7 separate regions of the Mus musculus genome follow, and all the other regions are linked to region 1. The links are chromatin contacts, called in public Hi-C and HiChIP or PLAC-seq maps. All regions are on one chromosome and are shown on one strand. Each heading gives the region's core, a stretch centred on a gene start, on an enhancer-like site or on the middle of the called end of the contact. The rest is flanking DNA. Distances are from core to core; before and after follow the strand shown.

Evidence for each region. HiChIP or PLAC-seq counts read pairs in DNA pulled down with a chosen protein or histone mark. Hi-C and Micro-C count contacts between places; a contact is called where the count stands out from the background.
Region 2: a Hi-C map of the C2C12 cell line shows a contact between it and region 1, with 2.5 times the contacts expected there. The contact joins two enhancer-like sites. A contact is called at or near these places in 1 of 15 datasets of contacts at CTCF or cohesin (the NIH/3T3 cell line), 3 of 484 Hi-C or Micro-C datasets (the C2C12 cell line, adipose-derived mesenchymal stem cells and bone marrow-derived macrophages) and 2 of 115 datasets of contacts at active chromatin or transcription factors (T-cell acute lymphoblastic leukemia and large pre-B cells).
Region 3: a contact with region 1 is called in a RAD21 HiChIP or PLAC-seq map of pro-B cells, with 17 times the contacts expected there. The contact joins two enhancer-like sites. A contact is called at or near these places in 2 of 15 datasets of contacts at CTCF or cohesin (large pre-B cells and pro-B cells), 3 of 484 Hi-C or Micro-C datasets (the N1E-115 cell line and uterus) and 1 of 115 datasets of contacts at active chromatin or transcription factors (T-cell acute lymphoblastic leukemia).
Region 4: a contact with region 1 is called in a FOXA1 HiChIP or PLAC-seq map of pancreatic cancer cells. The contact joins two enhancer-like sites. A contact is called at or near these places in 1 of 15 datasets of contacts at CTCF or cohesin (the NIH/3T3 cell line), 1 of 484 Hi-C or Micro-C datasets (uterus) and 1 of 115 datasets of contacts at active chromatin or transcription factors (pancreatic cancer cells).
Region 5: a contact with region 1 is called in a CTCF HiChIP or PLAC-seq map of the NIH/3T3 cell line, with 5 read pairs. The contact joins two enhancer-like sites.
Region 6: a FOXA1 HiChIP or PLAC-seq map of pancreatic cancer cells shows a contact between it and region 1. The contact joins two enhancer-like sites.
Region 7: an H3K27ac HiChIP or PLAC-seq map of T-cell acute lymphoblastic leukemia shows a contact between it and region 1, with 2.5 times the contacts expected there. The contact joins two enhancer-like sites.

What each region holds. Positions count from the first base shown.
Region 1 is chr15:62,696,842-62,700,639 of GRCm38.p6, forward strand. No RefSeq gene overlaps it. Among named protein-coding and RNA genes, the nearest start is that of Gm41333, 30 kb to the left of the region's middle. Within about 2 kb of position 1,955, at least 72 of the 459 cell types and tissues checked have an H3K27ac peak or open chromatin away from gene starts, as enhancers often do. A contact at or near this core is called in the C2C12 cell line, the NIH/3T3 cell line, T-cell acute lymphoblastic leukemia and 3 more, where this site is marked.
Region 2 is chr15:63,650,794-63,654,591 of GRCm38.p6, forward strand. No RefSeq gene overlaps it. Among named protein-coding and RNA genes, the nearest start is that of 4930449C09Rik, 66 kb to the right of the region's middle. Within about 2 kb of position 1,953, at least 38 of the 459 cell types and tissues checked have an H3K27ac peak or open chromatin away from gene starts, as enhancers often do. A contact at or near this core is called in the C2C12 cell line, where this site is marked.
Region 3 is chr15:63,599,835-63,603,632 of GRCm38.p6, forward strand. No RefSeq gene overlaps it. Among named protein-coding and RNA genes, the nearest start is that of 4930449C09Rik, 120 kb to the right of the region's middle. Within about 2 kb of position 1,912, at least 38 of the 459 cell types and tissues checked have an H3K27ac peak or open chromatin away from gene starts, as enhancers often do. A contact at or near this core is called in T-cell acute lymphoblastic leukemia, pro-B cells and uterus, where this site is marked.
Region 4 is chr15:63,338,653-63,342,450 of GRCm38.p6, forward strand. No RefSeq gene overlaps it. Among named protein-coding and RNA genes, the nearest start is that of Gm41335, 16 kb to the right of the region's middle. Within about 2 kb of position 1,914, at least 70 of the 459 cell types and tissues checked have an H3K27ac peak or open chromatin away from gene starts, as enhancers often do. A contact at or near this core is called in the NIH/3T3 cell line, pancreatic cancer cells and uterus, where this site is marked.
Region 5 is chr15:62,077,607-62,081,404 of GRCm38.p6, forward strand. The region is part of intron 1 of Pvt1 (Pvt1 oncogene); the gene reads left to right. Among named protein-coding and RNA genes, the nearest start is that of Pvt1, 42 kb to the left of the region's middle. Within about 2 kb of position 2,200, at least 192 of the 459 cell types and tissues checked have an H3K27ac peak or open chromatin away from gene starts, as enhancers often do. A contact at or near this core is called in the NIH/3T3 cell line, where this site is marked.
Region 6 is chr15:62,117,129-62,120,926 of GRCm38.p6, forward strand. The region is part of intron 1 of Pvt1 (Pvt1 oncogene); the gene reads left to right. Among named protein-coding and RNA genes, the nearest start is that of Pvt1, 81 kb to the left of the region's middle. Within about 2 kb of position 2,058, at least 64 of the 459 cell types and tissues checked have an H3K27ac peak or open chromatin away from gene starts, as enhancers often do. A contact at or near this core is called in pancreatic cancer cells, where this site is marked.
Region 7 is chr15:63,254,032-63,257,829 of GRCm38.p6, forward strand. No RefSeq gene overlaps it. Among named protein-coding and RNA genes, the nearest start is that of Gm41335, 100 kb to the right of the region's middle. Within about 2 kb of position 1,935, at least 4 of the 459 cell types and tissues checked have an H3K27ac peak or open chromatin away from gene starts, as enhancers often do. A contact at or near this core is called in T-cell acute lymphoblastic leukemia, where this site is marked.

The DNA of each region.
Region 1 (3,798 bases), core at 705-3,204:
CCAGAGTAATTTTCTAATCTGAGATATACTCAGAATTTTTATTTGGGCTGGACCCTAGGAACCAAATAGTAAACAGAATAGTTAGTCCCTGGCAATAAGGAGGGTTGGGTAGTTTGCTTTCAGAAATGTGAGAGAAAGCAGATCAACTGTGTAATGCTAGGTTTGGTCTTAAAAGATCTCAGAGATAAAAAATAATGCCTACCAAATATTGCCCTACCTTATTTTATCCAGACAGAAATAAAGACTGAAAAGGTACACAAGGTGAGACGTTATGGCCAGAGCCATAGTCACATGACCAAATGGATGCTCATTTCTTTGCACCTGTTTCTGTGCTTTCCCCATAGCAGTTTAGCCACTCTCGACTTGGTTTAACTCAGCACACATTCCTCTTATACGCTTGCTATATCTCCAGAACCAGGTCTAGAGTAGAAAATGTAGGAAGCCATCAACAAAGATCTATTTACAGGTGCATCCTGCTTCACCTAATCCTTACAAAAACATTGTGAATCTGAGACCCTTATCTCAAAAACAAAAGAATAAATGAAGCATCATCTGTCGTCTCATTCCACATCACATGATTCTAGTCTTAAGTTATTAGACCTCTCATTCTGGGTTTTCCAGTCAGTACCAAGTGATCTTCCTTGCCACATATCTTTCTTTATTCTTTCCTTGACAACTGTTATACTCTCTTACATGTTTATTTCCTCAAGCCTTTGTTGTAATTCAGTTGTTAGGGATGGACAGTGATCTGGGGAACTGAGAAAGTCACTGATCTCAGGAGCTAAGAAGGTCCATAGACCAAAGACCACACAGAGCCCATAGATTTTGCAGATCAGTTTTTTTTTTTAATGCTAAGAATAAAAATGGAGCAAAGTAAAGGAGAGGCAGACTGACCAGAAGAAGCCTCCTTCTCAATGAAGTATCCAGGGGAAACTCTACTGAAGGAACAGTATCTGAATGTAGGCCGAACATTGTGCAGACCATGGATAGAAAGGGGAAGTCAGGCAACAGCCTTGGGTCTACTTTGAGAATAGAAACACAAGTCAAGCCTTGGTGAAGGAGTCAATAAACTGTATCAGATAAGAACACATGGGCAGACATCAATCCTGCTGGTAGGAACTATATTCTGAGCTAATGATTGGCTTACTCACATAAGTAGAGTCATTCAAATTCTCTGTATCTTATTCTGCCCTTCTCTAGGAGGGTACTGATGAGAGCATTCACTTCTGGGGTCATGTGAGGATTTTAAATTGAAAGCAGTACCTGGCACACATTCAACAAGTACCCACTAGTTCTTGCTACTTCAGAGCTAATATCATTATTTATTCTGCTTTTATACTTTCTTCCTTTGAAAAACAGCAGGAGCTTGTTATACACGTATTTCTCCAATAAAGTGTGAGGAAGGCCAATAAAATAAAATCAATAAAAGAGGAAGCTGTTCTGGCTGACTCAAGGGAGTAGCAGGCAAGCACACCATCTGTTCAACCCCACCCAGGCCCCATGGTGGTCCTGAGGATGCCCTGGGCTCCAGCACTCACAGCTAACTACTTTCCTGTGAGAGCTCAAAACAGAGAGATTAGCATCAAAAAAGTGGGGGGGCTAGATACGTCACTATCAAAAAATGAAAACTGTAAAGTAGAATATCTTGGTTCTTTTAAACAAGACCTTTTCTTCTCTGTCTCTGTGTGCCTCTCTGTGCCCCTATCTCTATCTCTCTAGGTCTCTCTGACTCTTGTCTCTCTCTCCTTTTCTTCTTCTTTCCTTCCTTCCTTCCTTTGAGAAAAGAGATTACCAGGCCACACCACCAAAGCCACCCTTCTTGAGGTGGTTTTTGGAGCTTGTTTATGTTGCTCAGACTTAGTCATAAGTTCAGAACATTCTGTGGGTTTTACTGGAACTCAGTATCATGGCTCATCCCAACTCAGCTTGCTCTGTCTGAGGCTGCCAGTGGCCTCCCATGGGACAATGGCTCAGAGTCTCAGGCTGCACACACGAGAAAGCAGGTCTTGTGGTTCCTCATAAGCCTTAGGAATGGCCTCTCTATTTCCAAAGGCCTGCAGTTAAACTTAGGAACCAGAAGAGGTGTGTTGACTCATATTTGATGTTCCCTGGGGACACCTGCTACTTCCTGAAGCCTAGTAGCTTGTCATTTTGTGTTCCTAGATATGTTTCTCCCACCCAGAAATCCACAAAGTTATGGTATTTTTCCTTGTATGTACCTTGCAAGCTGCTGTAGGAGTTGGGTGTGGTTAGCCCAAATATCGGTTTGTTGTTGAAGGTTTGATGGTTTCTGACTGTTTACTTAGCTTTAGTTCACTGGAGCACTTAGCAACACTTCATCTTTTGGGGGTTTCTGAGCCTCACCTTGTGTGCCCAAAGACACTTCTGTTGTGTGTTTTCTTACATGTAGATGGAGCGCAAGCACTTTCACACCTAGAATCTGGTGTGAACCCATCAGCAATACTGTGAGGCACAATTAAAACTCTTCCTTTAGGAGATGAAAATGGGACCCAAAGGCATTAACTAAGTTATATAGGTTCACTCAGTGGATGGGCATGAAAACATCCTTAGAGCTACATCAGGTGGACTCCTGGTCCTCTTTTCTATTCACTTTGCTATATTTTAATGTGACAGCCCATCAGATTTTAACATGAAGATCATTGCATCTCTCATAAGATGTTTGCATTCTTGATACTTGTGGTTTACTTACTTGGTTGAATTTAAAGATTCAGTGGGAGAAAGAAAGAAACAGAGAAGGAGGGAGGGAGGGAGGGAGAGAGGGGGGGCTAGGGGGACACTGGGTGTTTATGTGCATGTGTAATGTGTATGTTTGTGTCAATGTGTAGAGAAATGGGCAGAAAAAAATAAGAAATTAAATTTCTGTTTGATCTGGTTTCAGTTTCCAGAGCTATCAAGCAAAAGGTGTGTAAAGAGTACTTCTAAAATCCTTATGAGCTTATAATACTAAACCTCCATGCTGTAACAAGAGGGATAGTGATGTGTCCTATTCTCTGTCACTCACTTTTATACTTAAAGACCTTTGTTTCTCCCAAAGTCAAATCGATTGAAGAGAAAAATCTAGTGGGGGCACCAGGACAAAGGGCTCGCTAGCGTTTGATGTACCCACTGCCAGGAGGAGATGTGAGCCTAAAAGGAAGCTGTTTTGTTTTGTGCACGTTTCCTGCGATGTTTCTTTGGTGGTAGGGTTGAGATAATTCAGCATCACTGGTTTTCTAGTTGTTCCAAATTCCAATAGAAACATAATGGTCTGAAGATGCCTGGTCGCATCTGAAATGATGAGTATATGAGGTTAAATTCCCCATGCCTCAGGGAGAGTGTTTGGGAAGAAGCAGTTTTCAGGACAGAGCATGAGGGTTTCTAACTCACAAGAACTTAGACATCAAGAAGCAAACACAATGGACGAAGCAAGTGGAAGTTTCATGAAGCACCCACTTTGCTCTTGAACTGAACATTCAGAGCAGTGGTCGTTTAATAAAGGAAAAGAGGAGAAACAAAGCTTAAAGAACAGAATTGTAGATACCAATAGCTATACTTATACTAGGGATATTCCCTGCAAAAACTGATCAGGAATTATCTTTCACACATGATTCAGGAAGGTATGGTCTTATGGGTCATATCAAGCCAAATTTGGCCAAAATTGATTATTTCTTACCCAGCATAGAAAATCTTTTTTTTTTTTTTAAACAAGAGTCAATGCTGGAAAGGGCTTTAGAGCCTACTATATCTAACTTCTTTTAAAACAAAAACTGATATAAAAACCTCATAAAATAGTGAATA
Region 2 (3,798 bases), core at 703-3,202, 950 kb after region 1:
AATGCAACTTACCTACCTGCCATGCCCAGAGGGAGCTCACAAAATCAAATCCTGATCATGTTGAGGGAAGCATGTGTGGTGAGGAGGTGCGTTTTCTGAGCCTCGGTTTCCTTGTTTGCAACAAAAGGACATAGTACTTACGTGTTGTCTGGTACACTGCACAAATGTGAAAAATGCTACTAGTCCATAAGGCTAAAGAGCATAATTTTAAGGCCTGGCTACCAGCTCCTATCATGTGTGCTCAAGGATGTGAACTCTTATAAAGAGGATTTTTTTTCTGGGAGAAATATGAAAGAAGGAATTGGTTTTCCTTGCCATGTACAACTGAGAACAAAAGTGGGAGGAAGGGAAGAAACAGGCGCACTTGCTGGGCTGTTCACCATCATCAATGCATATAAGAAACATCAAGGTGAGAACAAACAAGGTACTGCTGTGTGACGGGAGGCAGAAGTCAGCCACGGGAAGAGTCTGCCAATAGGGCTACGCATTAGCTACAAAGGGAAATTCAGAGCCTTGGCAGCAGAGAAGCCTGGCAGAAAGGACCTTAGGCAAATAGCTCACATCACCAGTAATGAGGGAAGCTGGCATTATGTGTATCCACCATAGTGCTTGAAAAGACACAGTAGCCCTTCCACGATGCTGGGGCTAGAAATGCGGGAGTTGAATCTGATCACAAGGCATCGTGGGGAAAACTGGCTTGAGGAAGAGTCTACAACATACCTCAATCTGTGTCCTTCCAAGGTAGTATTGTCGCAAAAGACAGGAAGCTTTTCTGAGCTTAAGGAGGCTAACGAAACTCAAGTTTAATGTGGGACTCAGCTCCTCATTTTGGCATGATTTGTGATTGGGACATTAGTAAAACTCACATGAAATTCACAGATTAAAGGAACAACTTACCTCGCTTTAATGGCTTAATTGGTTGCAATCCAAGAATTGAATGAATATATATATATATATATATATATATATATGTGTGTGTGTGTGTGTGTGTGTGTGTATATACATATATATACATGTGTATATATATATATATATATATATATATATATGTATGTATATACACACACACTTTTGGCACTATGTCTAAAATATATTTTATATATGATATATACATATATGCCATATATAGACACATATGTATATGATACACATTTTTAAAAAACTTGGTCAGTTGCATTGGGAAAATTACTTATACTGTCCTCTTGGTTTTATATTGTCAGTATCAACAAAAGGGGTATGGTGTAGAAACCCCTAACCCCCACTCTGACACACACACACACATCAAAGACCAGCACAAAGCATACCAGAGTGTGAGGCCTGAGCTGAGTTTCTGTAAACCCATATATGCCATATGTGTCTCACACCTTTCTCATTTATCTTCAAGGCTTCCAGTGTCCATGATAAGATGGCAATGATGCAACATGGACTCATTTACTCATTGATGCCGTCCCATAACGACCCATCCACACTAGCTAGGGCTTTTAAGATGTACCCCCTAGGACCCACATTCCACATCTCATCTTCATTCCTGACAGTACAGCAGAATATCCCCGCTACTGCTACACACCATGCTACCACAGGTCGATCATGAACAAGCCAGAAGACAGTTTGGCCCCTCGAACTATCAAACTCTTTGTTGACCTGGACTCTTCTTGTGAAATTTAGGTCACAGGGTCAGCACCTATCTGTCCTACATGCCAGACCAGGGACCCAGATTGTCTGTGGCACCTACACAAAGCACAGATAAAAACAAAATCAATCTAGATCAGACTGCTGCCATTTTGGAAATTCATGGGCTGGACCATCCCAGTGAACGGACACAATGTTGTCCTCCACACCCAAATGGACCCAAGAACTAAATTAGAAAATGGAGACAAAAAGTTGTTTCCTCCTCTTAGCCGATTAGGACAATCTAAGGAAAGTGCAAGAGCGCCCCCTGCTGCCAGTATTTGGAATTGTTTGATTCACCCTGAACATAGTTCAGCTTCAAGATGTGCAGCCTGGAGGCTTGAAATCAAGCCTCCTGCTCCCAGTGCGCACATTTTTCAAACACTACGCACACAGCTGCCCTTAAGCCAGTACTTAAGACTTCACCTGCATTATCTCGCTTCATCCCTTGAACAGTCTCAGGGCCTGGCAGAACAGCTACCATTGTGGCCTCTAACAGACAATTTAAAACCAGCCATGTAAGATGGTGTATAAAGTTGCTTACTCAAGGTCAGAGAGACTCTTTTTTTTTTTAAAGTAGCTCCATCTTTAAAATATGACATTCCTCCAAAGGATCTCTTCTAAATCCCCTTGCATACATAACAACCTAAGCTATATGCTGTATCTCCTAGGTGCACAGGACTGGGGAGTGAGAATGGGGTTCAAAAGCAATCCAATGATGTGTGCCTTTGTAAATCTATACATTCGTTAATGCTGTTATTTTCTCCCATGAATTAACAATTTTTACTCTTCTCTTGCTAACATGTACCAGGATAGAAATGAGTATGGTATATGTGTGTCTTTGTAAATCTATACATTCATTAATGCTGTTATTTTCTCCATGAATTAACAATTTTTACTCTTCTCTTGCTAACATGTACCAGGATAGAAATGAGTATGGTATATGTGTGTCTTTGTAAATCTATACATTCATTAATGTTGTTATTTTCTCCATGAATTAACAATTTTTACTCTTCTCTTGCTAACATGTACCAGGATAGAAATGAGTATGGTATATGTGTGTCTTTGTAAATCTATACATTCATTAATGCTGTTATTTTCTCCCATGAATTAACAATTTTTACTCTTCTCTTGCTAACATGTGCCAGGATAGAAATGAGTATGGTATCCGAATAAAAACTTCTGGATTACAAAGCGCATAGATCCTACTCCAAGGGGTTAAGGTTCTCAAGTGGGAAACAGAGAAATCCAGTGTGATAAAAGAGCTTCTCTTCAGGGACCAGTGGCTATGAAGAGTAAGATAAAAAGTCCTATAAGCGTTTGTACCAACTGAACGATCGTTTCCTCAGAGAAACTATAAAGCTATCCTCAGCCTTCCTCGTAATGTTGACATACAAGAGTGTGTTTCTCTGTTGAATATACAATGAAATACTGTTTGTTCAAATTTGTGTTCTTTCCGCTGGACCCTCAAATGGCAATTGAGAAATGGAGACAGATTTTGTTTTCCCAAGGTGGCCTGGTACAACTCCCAAAATGGAACTTTGTGTCGTTAGAACAGTTGAGAGGATCGTAGAAAGATGGACCCAAATATCAGCCAGAGAATTAGACCAGAAAATGGAACCAAAGTACCTGTCAGTCCAAGGATGTAGTGGCACTACGTGTACACCAACTGGGAATGTTGTGGTCCCAGGGGAATTAATATGAGAACCTATGATTACACACACGTGGCTCTTCTCAAGGGGGGTCTGGGATTGGTGGGAAACAATGGGTTTTCATGTCTAATAGTCTGAGTCCACAGTGGGAGACAGCTATTTCCCTAATCTTCCTGAGGTCATCTTTCTGCCTAAGGGTCATCTTTCCAGGTCAGATGATAGCTAAACTTGCCATCCCTTCAACATCAAGAACATAGAGTTTCAAAGGGTGAATTGCTGGGAGAAAAGGAAAAGTCAGGAAGACCAAAGGGAGACATTCAAGAGCTGGCATGCCACAGTCCCACACTTTTCTCAAATCCAGACTGTTCAATATCAAATTGTTGGCAGGCGGTTTGCATGGACTCTGCTCTGTGATAGCTGGGTACTACGTGAAAGAAAATGTCACTCTGTTGTGATGGGTTTAGACATCATGAAAGTT
Region 3 (3,798 bases), core at 662-3,161, 900 kb after region 1:
TTCCTATAGTGTTGCAAACCCCTTCAGCTCCTTTAGTCCTTCCCTTAACCCCTCCATTAGGGTCCCCATGCTCAGTTCGATGGTTGGCTGTAAACATCCCCATCTGTATCAGTAAGGTTCTGGCAGAGCCTCTCAGGAGACAACCATATCAGGCTGCTGTCAGCAAGCACTTCTTGGCATCTGCAATAGTGCCTGGGTTTGGTGGCTACATATGAGATGGATCTCTAGGTAGGGCAGTCTCTGGATGGCCTTTACTTCTGTCTCTGTTCCACTCTTTGTCCCTGTATTTCCTTTAGACAGGAGCAATTCTGGGTAAAATTTTGAGAGGCATGGGTGGCCCTTATGTGGAGTTTGATTCTTCTTCCAAATTCATTCTGGCTCATGGTTGTAGATTACAAGGCTCAATCTTCTACTTGGCTGCTCATCTCTTTGAGACCACACCTTGACCTTCCATGTGGCACTCTCACAAATTGACATCTTATTTCTCCAAAGTCAGCAAGAGAATCTCTATTCAGTCTGCTATACAAGATTTTTGCCATACAAAGTAGCTATCTTATCCTGATTGTTAAGTAGAATAACCATTTATAGGGTGGTATCCCCAATACAACTAGAGCTTACACTACGAGGGAGGGTTTATACATAGAATATATATTTGATGGATATGTAGAAGAAATTTTAGGGAACAATTTACAAATCCTGCTTATCAAATGGCCCAAGCATTGGTATCTTTATTCCATACATAAAATAAAATGTATAACAAAATAAACAATTTCATAAGAGAAAAAAGTAATACAATTTTCAAATAGAAGGGCTGGAGAAATGGCTCAATGAGTAAAATGCTTGCTGCATATACAGGAGGACCTGAGCTCAGAATTCCAGAATCCTTGAAGCAAAAGAAAGAATTAGATAAAATATCAAGGAAAAGCATAGACTGAAACAAAAAGAAAGTAAGATATATATTGTAAACTAATGTTCTGAAGATGCACATTGTCAGAATGGATTTAAAATATGTAAAAGGGTATAAGGAATATTTTAAGAGAAATTAAGGTTAAATAGATCTAAATGGATATGAATGTATATTGAATGGTATAAATATAAGATTGATGGGTTTCCCCAGTTACTTTTCTCCAGAAAGGACGAGCCAACTCTCAACTATGTGGGAGAGAGAAAGAGAGTAGTAGTCTGCTTCTGGAGAAATTGCAGACAAGCATTTCGCAAGCCAGAAAGCATCTATAATGTCTGCCGTGGACTGTGTCTTGTGAACCAGACTCTCTGGAAGCTGAGACAGAATTCCATTGACACATAAAACCCCATTCTGTTAAAACTTTCAGGCTCTGGTCCTCACTGCTCAGACTAGTGCAGCCCCACTGACTCAAGCTGACTATCCCCTCCATATTATCTCACATGTTAAAAAAAATTAATTAAGATGATCATAGTCCCCCTTGATTTTTTTTTTTTTGACCTTTGCTCTTCTTGAGTAAAACACTAAGAAGACAGAAATTGTCTGGGGCAAGAGACTTACACCTTTGTGAGTGTGGCATAGCAAGCCAGCTGTGCAGAAATAGCTGTTTGATCACGTACATGAATGTGACTGCTAGAGGAAAAATAGTTCCACCAGTTATTTTGTAGGCTGTGGTGAGATTTAACTGAGAAAGTCCATATGAGGCTGTCATCAATGTCTTTCATCCAATCTGTCTCTTACCAGATATCTCTATCAGGGAGGTGGGAGATTTATAGAGCCACACCCATCATCTCCCTGCAAAGGAAGGAATCCAACCTGCATACCTAAAATTTGCAGAGCCTTGAAGCCATTCTGAAGATTGTGCGTTGGATGAAACTGGATTCCCAATAAAGGACTCTGTGACAGGGTATTGCCCAGCCTGAGGCACTGACTACTCCAAAGTTGGACTGAGCTTGCCATCTAGAGGACACCAGGGGACAGACAGTCCCTACAGGGTCTTCGGTAGACAAGACCTTGGCACCTTAAGACAGACAAAGCTCCCTCTCTAAAGGACATTCGTTGAGGGTTTGACTGTCCAAGCATCATAGGGGCAGAGAAAAATACAGCCTCTGCCCTTGGTGCTCTAACGTGAAAATGAGACTCGCTTTCTAGAAGGATGGAGAAATTTCCTCTCGCAGATGTGTCCACTAATAAATCACAATGCCAGCTAAGGTTTCTCTCTGAATTAGATCTCAGTTTTCTTGACACTCAAGCTGAGGTGGACATCAGAAGTCCTCACTGCTTCATCTTGTCACTAAAGGGTAACGCCAGCCAGCTGAGGCCACACAGCTAGAAAGTAGCAGAGACAGACTTTGTGGAGTAATACTGGAAGTACCTGTATCAAGAGACTGACCTGTGCCTGAAGCAGCCAGATGCCATGGACCTTGTGGGAAGAAAACAGAGCAAGCAGAGACTCTGGGCTGTTGGTATTTCAAGGGCAGATTTTTATAAGTCAGACGTATTCATATCTTGTTGAGGCCCTAATTTGCCAGTGATGGAAGAAATGAGGAACTTTGGCCTCTGGCCTAGATTCACATAACTCTTCTCACCCTATAAATCCAGTGAGGCTGGAGAAAGTTTTTCTGACTGTATATACGCTTACAGTCTAAGAATCCTTTACCTTTTGAAAGGTGCCAATGTGGCTACATACAATTCAGGGCATTTAAACTAAAAAAGAAAATCTCTTTTCCAGAAGCAAGTCTGTAGGCCAGAATCCTAAACATTTCACCAATGTATAGCCTGTCCATATTCATGCTATCACTTACCATTGCATTCACAGTTAGTTTACACTTGTATGCACAGTCAGTTAGCAAGTGTGAATTCTGAATGAGCTGTGGTTAGGCATCAAGGAGACAGTGATGCCATGATATTCACAGCCACTGTCCTCATGCATCTTACATAGTTAGGAGACTATGAGAAATGCCCCAAAATGGCACCCCTGAGTAGACATTGAGGATTAAGTAATAACAAACTGAAAGTGAATTTGCAGTTGCCTTTCTACTCATTCTCTGTGTGGTCACTGCACCTTTGGTACCCTTTTCTTAGAGCTTCCCTCACTCAATGTATTCTTTTCCATCTTTTTTTAAATTTTGTTAAGTTTTGATATAAAAAAAAAAAACCTATCTATACACATGGACTTTCTGCTTCTGGAGGCCAGCGAAAAATTCTATCTATCTCATAATCTCCCACATTTTCTAGAGCCAAGAATCAAGATAGTAGATTTGGGTTGAAATTTTGGATAAATCAAAGGGTCAAATGTTTCATCAATCTGCCAGTCAATTTTAAGTATTACTGACAAAAGCATATCCATGAAGTCTTTCATTTGTAATGTGTGAGACTCTAAATGCAGTTAGTTGGTGATCAATGAAAATTTTAAAGTTACATGCTTCCGTCCAAGCACATCATTGCAAGTCATTTGTCATGTGTTGCACAAGGGATCTGTCAGAAGTGATGCAGAGTGTCGGTTAAGACAGACGGGCCTTTCCATAAATAACCATAAGATGCTTGTGGGTTCTGAGGCAGGGGCACATCTCCCACTAGCTGGAAGAATCAACGAGGCTAATCTTCACTGAAAACTGAAGTCTGGCTGCAGTTATTAGAAATAGCTCTCCTCCATGGAAGCTGGACTGGCAGGCAGGCAGGGAAGGATCCAAAGATTGTGTCACAGCTGAAAAGGAGCCTGCCAGAGAACATTCAGTTTCCAAATACATACATGAAGCATTGAGTAATAGCTTCGCTCTCCAACTTCATTTCAAATGAATCCAGTTTTAGACTCGAAGCCATAAAAGTTGCACCAA
Region 4 (3,798 bases), core at 664-3,163, 640 kb after region 1:
CCAACTTAGTGAGAGAGATGTGAAGAGAGGTCTTATTATTGAATCAAGACTAGAATTTTAACTTATATTTACACAGGTTGTATTGTATACTCACAGGATATTTTGTTATAAATTTTTGAAAGATAAAATAAGCAAATGGTTGCTTATAGGTAATTATGTTCAGATTACAATCTGGCAACATTTTCCAGAAGTGTCCTGGACAACTGATCTCAGAAGTCAAATAATATCATTAGATATAATGTTCAAACTGAAGCTATGTTTTTATTGAATTTCATGAGTCATATTCCTTTCCTGTATCAGTTATAAATTTTACTATTATATTCACTTTGCATGATCTTCACTATCTAATTGTGGTCCTAAAGTTGATTGTGTACTATACTCATTGTTAGGGATGGTACGTACAAGTTAAAATTGCTATCCTAAATAAATATATTATTCTATAAATAACTAGAACTTTCTTTTCTAAATTAATATATAAATAAGCATATGTATACCTCTAAAAGCTATTTGCATACTTTTATAATCTGGTGTCATATGGTAAATAAATGAATAAAAGCATGAAATAAAATAAGTAGCATAAACTATTATTGGTGTACTCTGAACAGTAAGTCTCATATTAACATCAAGTTCAAAAGAGAACTTACATCATCTTTAGGAAAGATTTTAGAGGGCACGTAGGTCTTCACTGGAGTCATTTGTAAATTTGTCAGAGAAATTTCATTCACATCACATCAAAATTTCTTAAAACTATTTAAAGAAATCTTATTTAGGTAGTTATTTATTTAACTTATTTATTTAGTTTATGTGTATGAGTGATTTGCCTGTATGTAATTTTTTTCTGTGTGTGTGATGTGTGTGTGTGATATATGTGTGTGTGATGTATGTGTGTGTGTGTGTGCATGTGTAGTACATTATGACATTATGTCTGGTGCTCATTGAAGTCAGGAGTCATATCCACAAAATTCTAATTACAAACATTTGTGAGTTACTACGTAGGTGCTGGGAATTGAACCTGAGTCCTCTGTAAGAGTAGCCAGTGCTCTAAACTGCTGACCTATCCATTTCTCCAGCACCTTACAGCATTTTCCCCATATTTCATCTGACTTTATCACCTAGTTGCATCCAAGAGTTTCTTTGTAAATTCTTAAACTCTGAGAAACTCTGAATGTGTGCAATTTTTCTCCTTCTAGCTTCCCTAATCTGTCAGATATGGGACTTTCTCATAAGGCCCTCACTCCTTATAATGACAATAAAATAACCATTCCCTGCATCTTAGCTCCATCTGTTTACCCTTGCCTCCATCACCATGAGAAAATTGCTGGGATCTTGATTAGTTAGTATTTCTGTCATGTAAGGATACACATAAGCTCATAGAATGGGTGTCTCCATGTGCACTTGAGTCACAGAAAGCATTCAAACAAGAACAGTGCTATCAAGCCTTGAACTAGGCAATAAAATTGGATGTTCATATTATGTACACATCCCTATTGTGCATACTCTCTGATCCTGAATGCTAGGAATTTGGAATCTACATGTTCTGTCACATTCTCTCCTACCTTGGAAATGTAGTTCCTGAAGAAAAGAGCCACACTGAAGCCTAAGGAACCAATAATCAGTTGCTCTTTCTAATTGAGCACTTCTCTTTGCTTAGATTTTGGAAGAAGCATGAAAATGATTTACTGATTTAGGAACTGGGTGGAGTGGACCACAGAAAGACAAATCAAAAACATCTGGAATGAACTATTTGAGAGAGAAACGGGGAGGGAAAAAAAAAGTAGAGCTTTCAAATGAAACGAAGTACAGATGATTTGGCCAAATTCAAGCCAAGCCAAACACTCACATTAAACATTGCACTTGGGTCTGGTTCAATAGCAGGAGCCGGCAAGGGGGAGCCTCAGCCAACACTGCATCAGAGGCACATTGTGGAGGGAGGAAATGAGTTTAGTCAAGCCAGCTGTGACTTCAAAGCCGTGGCTCTCCCAGAGAACAGTGGGAAAGGGTTCCCCCTTCAGTGAAGACTGCAAAGTTCATCCAAAGACAGTCCGAAGGGAACTAACTCTGGGAAGAAGCAAATTGCATTCCACACTCTAAATAATACTTTCCTTGCATGAAGTGGTGGTGACCATCTATTTAAAGAGACAGAAAAAGAATGAGGAAGAGGTGATAAGGAGACGTCTCTGATGCACATTCCAGGACACACAAAACTGGTGTGTCTGTGTTTGCTTTTCAGCAAAGATAGGCATGTCTTTGCATGAGTCATGCTTCCAGCTATGTGAAAGGTGACAACACAGGATTTCTCTTCTGAAAGATTCCCATGATTTCTTTCCCCTCTTTGAACTTCTAGAAAACTAATATTTCTTTCAATGCATTTCCTCAGTAAAATTTTATCAAGAAACCCATGGTGGGTTAGGTGGGGGTAAAACAAAGATAAGCAAGGAGAAGCTAGACATATAAACAAAGGCTTATGGTATTGAACCAGAAGCCCCTGTTAGAGCAATGGTTCCCAGAGAGTAGTCTCCTAAAAGGTGAAAGCAGAGGCAAGAACAGCACTGGGGTAGGAAAGTTTGCAAGCTCTAGCCTCAATGCACTGAATGAGAAGGTGCAGTTGGTTTATTGAGCTCTCCCATTGATTCAGATAAGTCTTAAACCTGGGAAACCACTTTTATAAAATAGAAACAGAGGCTTCTGGAGCAGAGAGCCAGTACTACTGAGCCAAAATGGAGATCTTCTACCATGTACAAATCATGGGCTCATCTCCAGGTTAGAATTCTATAGGTGGCCCTCTGTCAATACACAACCATGAGCCTTTGCTTCTAAGTAAACTGCTAAGATTCAAAGGTAAGGAATTATTTATTCTACACCCTCCCCAGCCTTCTCCTTCCAGCTCAATGACTCTCAACCTGTAGGTCATGACCCCCAAAGACCAATATCTATACTGCTAGTCATAACAGTAGCAAAATTACGTTTGAGGGTCACCACGACATGAGGAACTTTATTTAAAGGGTCACTGCATTCGGAAGGTTGAGAACTCACTGTTCTAGCTAGCTTCAGGTCCAGTTCTTGGATGATACAGCTTTTAGAACTTACTTTGAGACACTAATTCTGAAAGTTTACACTCCTCAGGAAATCTTGGCAAGCATGTATTTGCAAAACTTTCCAACTCTTGAATATTCGAGAAGAATAGTGGTTATCTCCTTGAAGCACTCACTGGATGATTGGATCTCTACTGGATGATTGGATTGGCATCCTTATCAAGGGTTTTCTCTTAGTATGCTTGGGCACCTCCGCTGATGAAGATTGCACTATCTCAGGCTGCAGTTTGCTTCCTTTGAGACAGCTCCTTTTAGAAAGCACTTCCTTCTTCTGGGCTGAGCACTGCCATCATTTCCATTCCATTTGTTAGTTATAATTCTATCCCTTGGGAACTCATAGCAAAGATACTTACATATTAATGTGACATTCTTCAAGTATTTGAAGTTAATAATTATGTAGCATATGACATCAGTTAAACTCACAGACTCTGGAAGCAGACGCCCTACATTCAAATTCTTGTTCTGCCACTTAGAAGTCTGTGACCTCAAGAGAGTTATTTACTTGCTCTTTACTCCTTGGTCTATATTAAAAGATATAATAATACCATTACATCAAAGGGCTTTTATAAGGATTTCAGGAATTAATGTATGCATATAAGCCTGGAATACTGTAAGTGCTCTAAATGTTTTAGCTATTATTAATCATCATCATTACCATAAAGATCTTGTCAATTCTCTGACCTCAGCCACATTTCTAATTCTATAT
Region 5 (3,798 bases), core at 950-3,449, 620 kb before region 1:
TGTATAGCCCAGGCTGTCCTGGAACTCACTTTGTGGACCAGGCTGGCCTCGAACTCAGAAATCCGCCTGCCTCTGCCTCCTGAGTGCTGGGATTAAAGGAGTGTGCCACCACGCCCAGCTCAAAACCCTTTTACTTTTGACAAACATTTTTGAACCACCCTCCCCTCATCTACACACACACACACACACACACACACACACACGCACGCACGCACGCACGCACACATGCACACACACATACACTTAGTTCTACAATTCACCAAAATGAGAAACTGGAGGCTGAAGGCTGGTCAGTGTTTCCCTTTCCTGATTTGGAAGGTGTGGGGCTAATAGGAAGTGAGGTGTAGAGCTTGGTACTCGGATGTGAGTCACTTAGGTTCGAATGTCACTGTGAATGTAATTAACTGTTCTGGGTCTCTGTTCAATCCCTCTATAAAATAGCAAGCCACAGTGACGTCTGTCTCATAGGATTGAGATTTTTCCTTGAGTTTATTAATATAGCCTGGTCTACAAAGTGAGTCCCAGGACAGCCAGGGCTATACAGAGAAACCCTGTCTCGGAAAACAAAAACAAAAACAAAAAAAAACAAAACAAAAAAAAAAAATATATATATATATATATATATATATATATATATATATATATATATAAAACAATTGAATGGTATACTTTGCAGCATCTCAGCAAGACGAGGAGGTAAAGCCAGAGAACCAAAACAAGGCTGAGTAAAATGAGCTGAGGCCATTGGCCATTCCTTATTATCAGGAAGACATAGGTGACTACCTACCTTTCTCAACTTCTGGTCCCTTCCTCCCTCCCTCCCTCCCTCCCTCCCTCCCTCCCTCCCTCCCTCCCTCCCTCCCTCCCTCTCTCCCTCTTTTTTCTTCCTTCCTTCCTTCCTTCCTTCCTTCCTTCCTTCCTTCCTTCCTTCCTTCCTTCCTTCCTTTCTTTCTCTCTCTCTTTCTCTCTTTCTCTCTATTTTTGAGACAGGGTCTCTAAGTAGTCCTGGCTGTCCTTGAGCTTGCTATGAAGGCCAGGCTAGTCTCTAACTCAAAGATTGTCCTGCCTCTGCCTCTCAAACACTGGGGCCAAGGGTATGTGGCCACCATGCCCAGCCTTAAGTGAATGACCTGGATGCTCTTTGATAGTGATCCCTCCAGGGGCTTGGCCCGCCTTTGCTCTAATATAGAGCATGCTCTTCAGCTTGTAGGGCAATGCTCTTGTGACTTTGCCAACCTAGAGGTTGCTGAGAAAGAAAGCAAGTTTCTCACTTCTCCTGGAAGTCTGTATGGAAGAGCTGCAGCAGGAGCTGCACAGGTCCCATAAAGAAGGAATAGAATAGAGGGACTCTGCGGGAGGGGAGGGGCATGCTGATGTAGAGGTCTCCACAGTATATCTTGACTCAAGCTGGTTGTGACAGAAGCTTTCTGTAGGGGTGTATTTGCTGGGCTGAGTAACCAAAGTTGAGTTCTAATAAATAAAGATGAATGAAGAAGGAGGGAAATGTGGGAGGTTGGGGATGGGGGTGGTACAAGATACTCTCTGAGTCTGTGTGCCATTCAGAGTAATTTACACTGGGGGTCCCATTGTGCCCTTGGGCCCAGGCTCTATTTTGCCCCTTTGTTCCCTGTTCTATCCTAGCAGGGATGCTTGCTGACTTCCTGGCCATCCCCACCCCTTCTTGGGTCCTGGATCCTGCTTCCTTTCTCCCCCGCTTCACAATGATCTCATCCCAGCCGGGAAATGGGACTTTTGTTGCCCCTGCCTATTTGGCCTGGCCCAGTGTCAGGCCCATCACGTGCCCCTGCTGGGATACCGAGTGTATGAATCTCAGGCAGTGGGCAAGGCTGGCAGGGGAGGGCATTCCTCTGGACTGAGCTGTGCTGGTAGCTTGGCACACCCCCCCCCCCCCCTTCTAGAAGTGACTCAAAAGCTTTTCTGCATGCTCTTCTAGTGGACTGCTGAGTCATTCTCTGAGTCACAAGTGGTACAGCTGTGTACTCAACAGTGAGCCCTTGTGTGGGACCCAGATGGGCTGTCCTGACTCTTGGGGCATTTAAAGGCAGTTCACACTGGCATTTGACCCTCTCTGTCCTCCTCAAGGACTCTTTTACCCTGATTCCTTTCTAGGCCTATGTGTGTAGGCTAGGGAGTGATACACACCTCGGGCTGCCAGCTAGGATTCAGAATCCAAAAGTTCAATTCAAGTCAGCAGCTGGCTGACAGGCAGGGAGCCAGGGCGGTGATTAAGCAAGCTGGGGCAAGAGTGAAGTAGGGCAGATTCCTGGGCCCTAGGTGCGTCTCAGGAAGATCAGCCAACTTTCTTGTATCGTGCGTGTTTTGGGAGCATCCTGAAGCTACCTTGAGAATTCAATCTTTTTTTTTTTTTTTTTTTTTTTTTTTTTTTTTTTTTTAGTGAACAAGTGGAAGAATTCTTGTGTATTAAATCTCACTGTCCTTATACCCATTTGGTGTTTGAAGGAATGGGGTCTAGTAGATGATACCAGTTCAGAGGCAGAGTGAGAAGCATAAGTCAGAATATCAGAGTATCTAGAATTTGATGCTCAGACCTGCCTGACTCAGTTTAGCACCCCTCCCCCAAACCCCCACCCAATCTGGTTGCCTCGAGTCTTCCTCTTAAGGCAGCTGTCCTGTAGTGCAGGAAGCCAACTCCCAAGGTAAAATGTCTTTAGACAAATAAAAATGTCTTTAGAAGGCCTAGGCTCTCTATGGGGTGAGACTGAATGCTGAGGCCCGATCTGGCCTCTGATAGAGGAGGGCTTTCAACTGTTGGGGGCAGGGAACAGCTAGGAGCTTGGCAGGGAGGACTCTGTATATACTGTATCTGTCCGGTAGCACTGGAGATAGAGCCCTAGCTGACCCTGAGTGGAAAGATGGTTGGTTGCATAGTTGTGCTAGCACAGGACATACTGCAAGGGTTTGGGCTCTAGAACTTTTCCTCTGCTCATGTGGCTTTGGTGGAGTCACCTCTGCCGGCTAGTGCTAGTTCTAAAGCCTAACCCATCCTTTGGGAAGGAGTCTGTTTTATGGCTTCCTAGGTAAGGCTGATGACCCATGTGTTAGTGCTGATGTGAGCCACTTGTGGAAGTGGTCCAGTGTTCAGCCACCACTTATCCACTGGGGCCAGATGGGCTAGACCTCAAAGATCTGTAGGGCAAGATGGAAAACAGTCATCCTTTGAATTCACCAGGAACCTCATGACTAGAGAGATGATTAGGAGGCCATTGTTACCTTCTATGGAAGGTGATGAGTGAGCTGGAAAGAGCTTTGGGTATGGACACGCTTCGAAGGCGGGCATTTTGAATAGTAGCATAAAGGCAGATGGTGATGGGGAAATTTCTAATAGAGTGTTGCTGTAGAACAAGGTTGTTCCCAACCTTCTGATCCCCCCTTCCCTGTCTTCCTAGTGCAGTTATAGGCTATGCCACCAGATTTCTGGTTTTGATAGAAGCTTTCAGAACTCTCTTGTGTCCAGGAATGATTCATTTTCTAAGGACATCATCCAGCATTGGGGCCTTTCAAAAAGGATGGCCATGTGAGTAGTTTTTCACAAACTGATGTACAACAGTTGCCTCTGTGATCTGGACCTACCTTTTTGATCCTTTCCTTTTTTCTACCTCGGGATTCATTTTTAGTGACACTATAAAAATATATCCTATTATGTTTATTTTATTTATGTGTGCACGTATGAATTCGTGTGTGGCAAGGCAGTGTTGGCTCACGCCTTTAATCCCAGCACTTGGGAGGCAGAGGCAGGCAGATCTCTGAGTTCGAGGC
Region 6 (3,798 bases), core at 808-3,307, 580 kb before region 1:
TGACGTGGTTTCTGTCCTCATTTCCTAAGTCAGGAAACCAATATCCAGCCACTCTCCCACTCTGGCCTTCCCCAGCATCACAGTCCTGCATATCTTCTTATCTTGAATATCCATTCACCTAGAGCAGTGACACAAAGAGGTGTCACCTGGGTGGCCTTGGTTGAGTTATGTATGTAGTCACGATCTCAGGCAAGTCACTCATCATGGCTTCTGTTTCTCCACGTATAAAATGGGTGGTAACAGGGTCTCTCTCAGGGAAGAGTTTGGGGGTTAAACCAGATACAATTAGGACAGGCCTAACACAAACCAAGGGACTTGGACAGAGTCTCATTATCATCAGGTTACCAATTTACAAGTGACCTCACAGAGAGAGGGTCAGGAGCTTGCACATGAGATGGGTTAGTCCTTTTTCCAATGGGAGCTCCTTCCTTGCCCTGTCCTACGTACCTAGTCATAACTATGTAGGTTGTTTTTGTAGCTTCCCAGTCTTCCTTGATTAACCACAAGATGGGGGTGAGCTGGGGGGAAGAAATACCCGGCTGATGCTTATGGAGTTAATTAAGATTTTCCTGGGTTTCATTTGTTCTCCTGGTTAGCACGAAGATAAATCCTCCAAATGGCTGGGAGGGTTTCGGCTGACAGTGCATTGTGAATTCACATAGCATTTGCATCTTCCTGGGGATGATAAATGTTTAGATAACGACAAACAACGGGGAGGGGGAAAGAGAAAACTGGGGGAATTCAGGTGGGGCTGATCAGATTGGCCCCCCTCCGTGGTGTGATGAACCAGCGATAAACGGCTTAACTGACATATCTGATGCCCTCTGCTTCCCATGTAAGACTGAGGAAAGTGGCTTAGTTTTGTTGTCTGATGAAGCCAATGCCTTCCTGATGCTTCTGTGGGCTGATGTGAACCCGGTTCTCACATATATATCAAATGGCATGGTGTCTGGGTGGACACCAACGTCCAGGATTTTACATGTTCTACTTTATTGGACATTCCCAATGTGCCAGTGTTCGATTTAATTTTCCTAGCAGTTCCAAAGGTGAAAAAGCTGTATAATCGTCATCCTGCAAGTGTTGAAATGGAAGATGGGAGGGGTCCAGTCCCCAGCTAGCACGCACTCTAAGATGGGATCCCTTCCCTGGGGCTTCTGGACACACCTTTCTCCATCATCTGCTTGCTACCCAACAAGTGTCCACGTTTAGTCCGTAGGTGGCAGGTTGCTGCTTCCTGCAGATTCAGACATCAAGGGCCCTCAGAAGACACTCTGACTACCAGCAAGAGGCTGGATACCTGAAGCCTGTGGAAGTGACAGGGCCTTTTCTGTTTATAGTCACTGCTCTCCCGCAGTCTCTGGAAGTCATAAACCTAAGCCAGCCAGTGCTCAGGAGGATGACTGGAGGCTGTGCCTTTTTGTCTGCTAGGGGACAGTGAATGCAGGTGTGACAGGCAGGGCTGGTGGAAGAGGAAGCTTGCTCCTTGCTCTCTAGTTCAGACCGTTTTTCCTGGATTCCTAGCTGATTACATGGCGCCTCCAATGATCAGATTGAGGAGAGGAAGCCAGAAAGTTCTGGCATTTTCCTACTAAATCCTCACCAGTTTAAATCAGCACCCTGTCTAGTCCCCCCCCCCCCCCACCAACCCATCCCACTTGAGACAGGGTCTCAGGTACCACAGGCTAGCCTCAAACTTAATGGACAGCAGAGAATGACTCTAAGCTTCAGCCTCTATCTCCTGGTTGCTGTGATCACAAGTTTGCACCACATAGTCTGGTTTTATTAGGTGCTATGCATCGAATCCAGTTCTTCTGGATTTTGTACTGAGTTACTTCCCAGCCCAGAAGGACTTCTTTTGAATGATCACCTCAGCGATTCTACATGTGGGGTAGCCCAAGCCGCAGTCTTACTGAGGGTGTAAACAGAAGGGGAGGGGTGTGTGTGTGTGGGGGGAGAGTGATAGCTGAAGAAAGTACACATTCCACACCCAGCCCCTTCCTGACTCTGGTTCCCTGGAACTGCAAACAAGGAGCTGATTCACATGGCTGGCTCCGGGGCCCCCCTCGCTGGAGTTGAGAACCTGTGCCTTCCACTGACGGGGAGGAAATTCCATTTCAGTTATTCCGTGCTATGAGTTGCTCGGGGCATTCTCTATCTTGATTTTTAGGGCTGCGTCATCTTTTTGGAATTCGCACCCCCCTCCCAGTTTTCTTTCTTTGGGTGATATATCGAGGTGAAAGCTTAGTACAAATCTACAGGGCACAGTCATTCTCTGGCATCTAGGGCTTCATGTTTTTCGGAGGCTGGTCTGTTAGGGGCATGGATGCAATTGCCTTCTCCATCTTCCCACATCCATTTCTTAACCCTTCATGGGACTTCCGATGGGACACTCTATTTTGGAGGGCTGCAGTGTGTTACAACTCTTGGAAAGACTCCTTGAGGTGTAGTAGAAGAGGCCACCACCGTCAGTGTCCCAGTGAAGAAGTAAGGAACGCTGTCTCAGAGGTACACCAGCCTCATCACCAAAGCTGCCATCCAGCAGACTGTTCGGCTAGTTTCCTGACTCTTCCAGCTGATCCCCGTCTCCACCTGATCTTGGTTTCACACCTGCCACAGTGTCTGTAAATCCCCTTCTGGCTTCCTTGACAGACTCAGCTGCTCTGCCTCTCAGCTCACGGCCACTGTGTCCTTTTCTTTGAGGTGTCCTGTCTCTCCCATGAGACTGAACATTTCCGGGGAGAAGTGGTAGCTTTGGATCCACTGCCTATTCAGAGCCATTTATCTGGGGTGAGTTCATGTTTGCCAAAGAACTCTCCAGAGCCCTGTTTGACACTTTTAAGTGTATATGAGTGTGTACTAGACTACACAGGCCATCTCTTCCTTTTCTTCTTCCTCTCTGCGGCTGTTTCTGATCCAGAGTACCACTGAGGGAATAAGTGGCTGCTGCCCCTGTATTCATAGGATCATTCCCAAAAGTCCTACCTCCTGCTCCTCAAATTCAATGAAAAAGCAGCCATGTAGTTATGAAGGTATTTGCAGAGATGTGTGGGTGTGGGGCATGGGATGAAGGCAGAGTGAACCTAACCTGGCCATTTGTAGCTTGTGCTCTGGTAGCATAGGAGTCTAGATTCTTTATTCTCCAAGCTAATTTAGGAGATTGGTTCAAGGACCATGGAGGAGATGCAGGCACAAACAAGTTCAATATGTGCAGGGATCTCTGTGGGGTGAGGGACAGCTGATCACTGAAGCACTCAGTAGATGCACACAGGATGGGACCTTTCACTGTAGTTCTGAGCATGGAAGACATGTTTATAATCTGCCTTTGAGATTGAAGATCGATCTAACTCGTGCTCCATAGGAAATTCAAGGCCAGCTTGGATAAATTGACATCTAGGCTTAGGGGGAAAAAAACAATAGGAAGGAAGGAAGGAAGGAAGGAAGGAAGGAAGGGAGGGAGGGAGGGAGGGAGGGAGGGAGGGAGGGAGGGAGGGAGGGAGGGAGGGAGGAAGGAAGGAAGGAAGGAAGGAAGGAAGCTGAAGAGGGGCTTTAGGGGTGCCTTTGTGATTCCTCTTAAGGGTGACACAGACAGAGACCAGACATCTGAAGGGGTAAGATATTATGAAAATTTTTGATCAAAAGTTGTAGAGAGACACACAGGATGCCTTGTGTACTTGTAGGACGGGGGTAGCCGAGTTCTTTAAAAGCTAACAGAACACAGAGGAACAGCCAGGCCTCTCTGAGCTGTGCTGAAGAGGACCTGGAGGTCAGATGTGGGGTCAGAATGCAGAGCAGTGTGAA
Region 7 (3,798 bases), core at 685-3,184, 560 kb after region 1:
TAGCTGGGGACACAGTGAACACCAAGACCACAAACTAGCCAGGCCAGGGAGTGAGTTCCCCAGAGTCTCTCATCCTAGGAGAGAAATGCTACTCATCTGTTTGTGAAGTACTCAGTGCCAGTGCATGGAAGCTGGTTCTGGTTATACATACCCCAAACTGGCACGAGGGCACTATCAAGGGCATTCACTGTCAGAAGCAGAACTAGAATTGGAAGGAACTGCAGGTCACTTAGGTTCTAATTACACTGGCAGGTTCTAATCACCCTGACGTCATCGCTGGATAGTCTGTACTTCAGCAGCCTGCCTCCCAAACACAGTGTTTCTCTGAGTGATTCTGAGAACAAATGAATTTATTACCCTTTTCCGTCAAGAAGAAATTTCTTCTTGAAATTTTACATTTAGATATAAATGTGAAAATTGTCTCCCAGCATTTCTGTATTCTTTGCATTGCATTTGTTGCTTGAATAGAGGCCTTCATTGACTGTCCTTGCTCCTCCCGCCATCTCTATAGCACTCCATTCTATTCTTATGATCCTTTGTATTCTGCCTTGAGTGAATACAGTAGCCTTGGGAGCAGAAATCACCTATTTTAAAACACCCAAATACTGGGTGTATTACCTTTACTTTCAGTTTCTTCCAACTTTCAATAGCATAAACAAGATACACATTTTTTGCATCTAAGTCTCCATGCATATTTATGAATTTCTGTTTGCCTAGGAATGGAGTTACTTTCATCTAACATTTGAAACTCTTGGAACATTCTTTTTTTCCCAACGTATTCCTCAACTGCTCAAATTTTATGCCCAGTAAAGAATTTAAATACTTTCTTTAAAAGTGAGTTAATGAAGGTTAAAGAATTTTAAGATTTGACGAAGGAGAGGGCGCAGTTGTTCAGTGGGCAGGTGACTTCATTTGCATGCTGTTCTTAAACTGACCTTCTACTTCTTGTATTCTGTGACACTATGTCCTACAGTGTGGTACTCTTACCAGTAAGTTTGCAAGTGGAGTTGGCCATTGGGTGGCACCTTTAAATAATGGAAAGTGGGAATGGAGAAGTAACATAGTAGTTGCCCACTGATCCTCCACTTCAGGCATTACCACTGATGAGTGCTAGCCCTCTCCCCTGAAATTGGTCCTACTCCTTTCTAGATCACTCATCCTCTCTGATCCAAGCTCTCACATGATGACTCCATGACATGTGATTCCTGGCTAACTGGCTGTTTCAGCATCTGCATCCCGATGTATACCTGCCCTGTATATATCTCACTAAGATTGTTCCTGCCACTCATGCTTGCCAAATGCCTACTGATCTCCCATTTGTCTACATAGACTTTTTAGACCTCCTTCAAAATTGGTGACTTCTACTGTATGCAGAATGAACACACTATAGCAGCACTCAAATGACCTTTGCTGCACTTGCATCTATAAAAAGCCTGAATAGGTTTTTTGTTATTTCTTCCTCCTTGATCTACATTTAGGTGATAACTGTTTGATTCTACCTCCCAAATGTGTTCTCTCTTTCAGAATACTTTAAAAAAAATGTCTGGTCTGAAACCTAATTGACTGAAATCATCAGCTTCACCACAGTTCACTGCACTCACTCAGAAAGCTACTCTTAGAGGCAATTTGACAGAGCTGTCCTTTGAAACTGGCATTTTCTAAGTGTTCTTCTAAATTACAGTTGGGCCATAAATATGGCAGGTTAAACGGAGACAGCTGAGAAATGGTGTAGGTGAAAAATTACAAGGATGGGATCTTTCTCCTCTTCCACATGAAGATTTAATCTGCCAGATTAAAAAACCCTGAACCTGGTGATTGTGTCAAGATAACAGCTTGGAGGATGCTCAGAGATGGGGTTCCCAGGGTGTTTCAAGGGATGGGTCTGTGGCCTACAGAGGCAGGTGTTTCTCAGTTGGAGCACAGAGGAGTTCTTGGCACCAGCACTGGGCCAGCTGTGAGTTTATCTGTGGTATCTGGCTTTCAAAGTAGTGTTCCCTGCAGTCTGCCTAAAAGAAAGAGATGATCAAGATGAACGAAGAGGTAATTGCACTGTACTCTACTCTGATGGGAAAAAGGGGGGAGAATTATGAAAGAAAAATATATATGCACATGTATATGTAAATATATAGTTATGTGTTGATATATATATATATATATATATATATGGACTATTGAATTATCTATAGGAGAGTAATATAACAAGATATGTACACTTTACAATCTGTGGACATCCAGTGATAGAGAATGTGTGTCTGAGATTTTTCATGATCGTGTTCCCTTTTCTGCATTTGTCATCACTCCCAATTCCACTCTCATGAATAAAATACTTCACTGGCCACAGGTTTGCTGGAGATGGAGATCTGTTCCCAAATCCTCAGTTACTCTCTGGGAAATGGCTTCTGTATGTACACATGTTCTCTAGCTATGTAATAAAAGACCTCTCTTCCTTGGCAAAACTTAACTCTACCTTAGAAAACTCTGATGAGTACTAGAAAGATGACATGTTCCACAAACGTCTTAAGTGATTCAGGGTTCACAACAAAGAAGGAGATGCTATATTGTCTTTCATGACATAGCGTCTAAGTCCCATAGCATAACTTCTATAACACACAAGTGGGTAAAAGGTTTACAAAGACCTGTCTAGTTTAAGACAAGACTTCATGTAGTCAGAGTGGGAGGAGGGGGAGCCAGAGATGGAAATGTTGTTGGAGTTGGTTTGGGAAGAAACAATTTGATATGGGAAAGGAATATACACTACTTATTTTCTATGCAGAAATTAATCCCAGGGTCTTTGCACATTAGACAGATATTCTACCACTAAGCTACATCTACAGCCCCTAGATTGTTTTTAAAAACAGAATTTGACTGAAAGGGATAGAAATACAAGAAGCCAAGAAAAGGGGGTTTTCTCTGACCATGCAAAAGAAGCATTGGAGTGTGAGTTTGGAAACACATCCAGCCCGTTCATGTAAGAGTCACAGTGACTCCAGGACCTTGTAACTGATAAGCAACAACCCAGCCTAAGAGTTAACCCATTACAATAGGAAAAGGTCCTCAAAGATTAAACACTGATCACTTATTGGAAAGCCCAATAAGCAAAGGTCATATATCTGTTTTAAAAGAAAAAAATCCAAAGAAGAGTAACATTTTGTAATCGGTGACTAAGTCATAGTTCATGTCCATGAGTTCTGTGACTACTTAATGCCACCACAGCAGGATTAACTAGTGGCAAGGAAAGCCATGATGGCACACAAGGCCCGCACCTTACTTGTCCACTGTGAAAAGTGTCTCCCACCTCTGCTGTGACATCTCTAGGAGTCCTATATGTGCCTTTTTCTATAAGAAGATGGAAATAATTTCAAAAATTCTTCTCTGGCTTTCTACAGAAATATTTTTACTTATATTTTATACAAATTGTCCTCTGTCTCTGTCTCTGTCTCTCTCTGTCTCTTTCTCTCTCTCTCTTTCTTTCTCCCTGGACAGGTTCTAGTTAATGTCGCATCTCTCATGCTGACCTTCAGTATCTTCTCCTCAGAGTGGTGCCTCATGACCTACTGAAAGCAGATTCATACATCTATTCCCATATTATTCCTAGACACTGAATCTGAAAATATTCTCTTACCATCTCCCACCACCCTCAACATGATTTCACTGCTTTATTTACCTGTTCTTTACTATGTCCCTATTACACAAAATGTGTATTCTGTGGCAGCAGGGACTGCTGTCCCCCCTCCCCTTTGACCCCAGAGGCAGTGTTTGTTTACATGCCACTCACTGGCATGAATGACTGCCTACTGG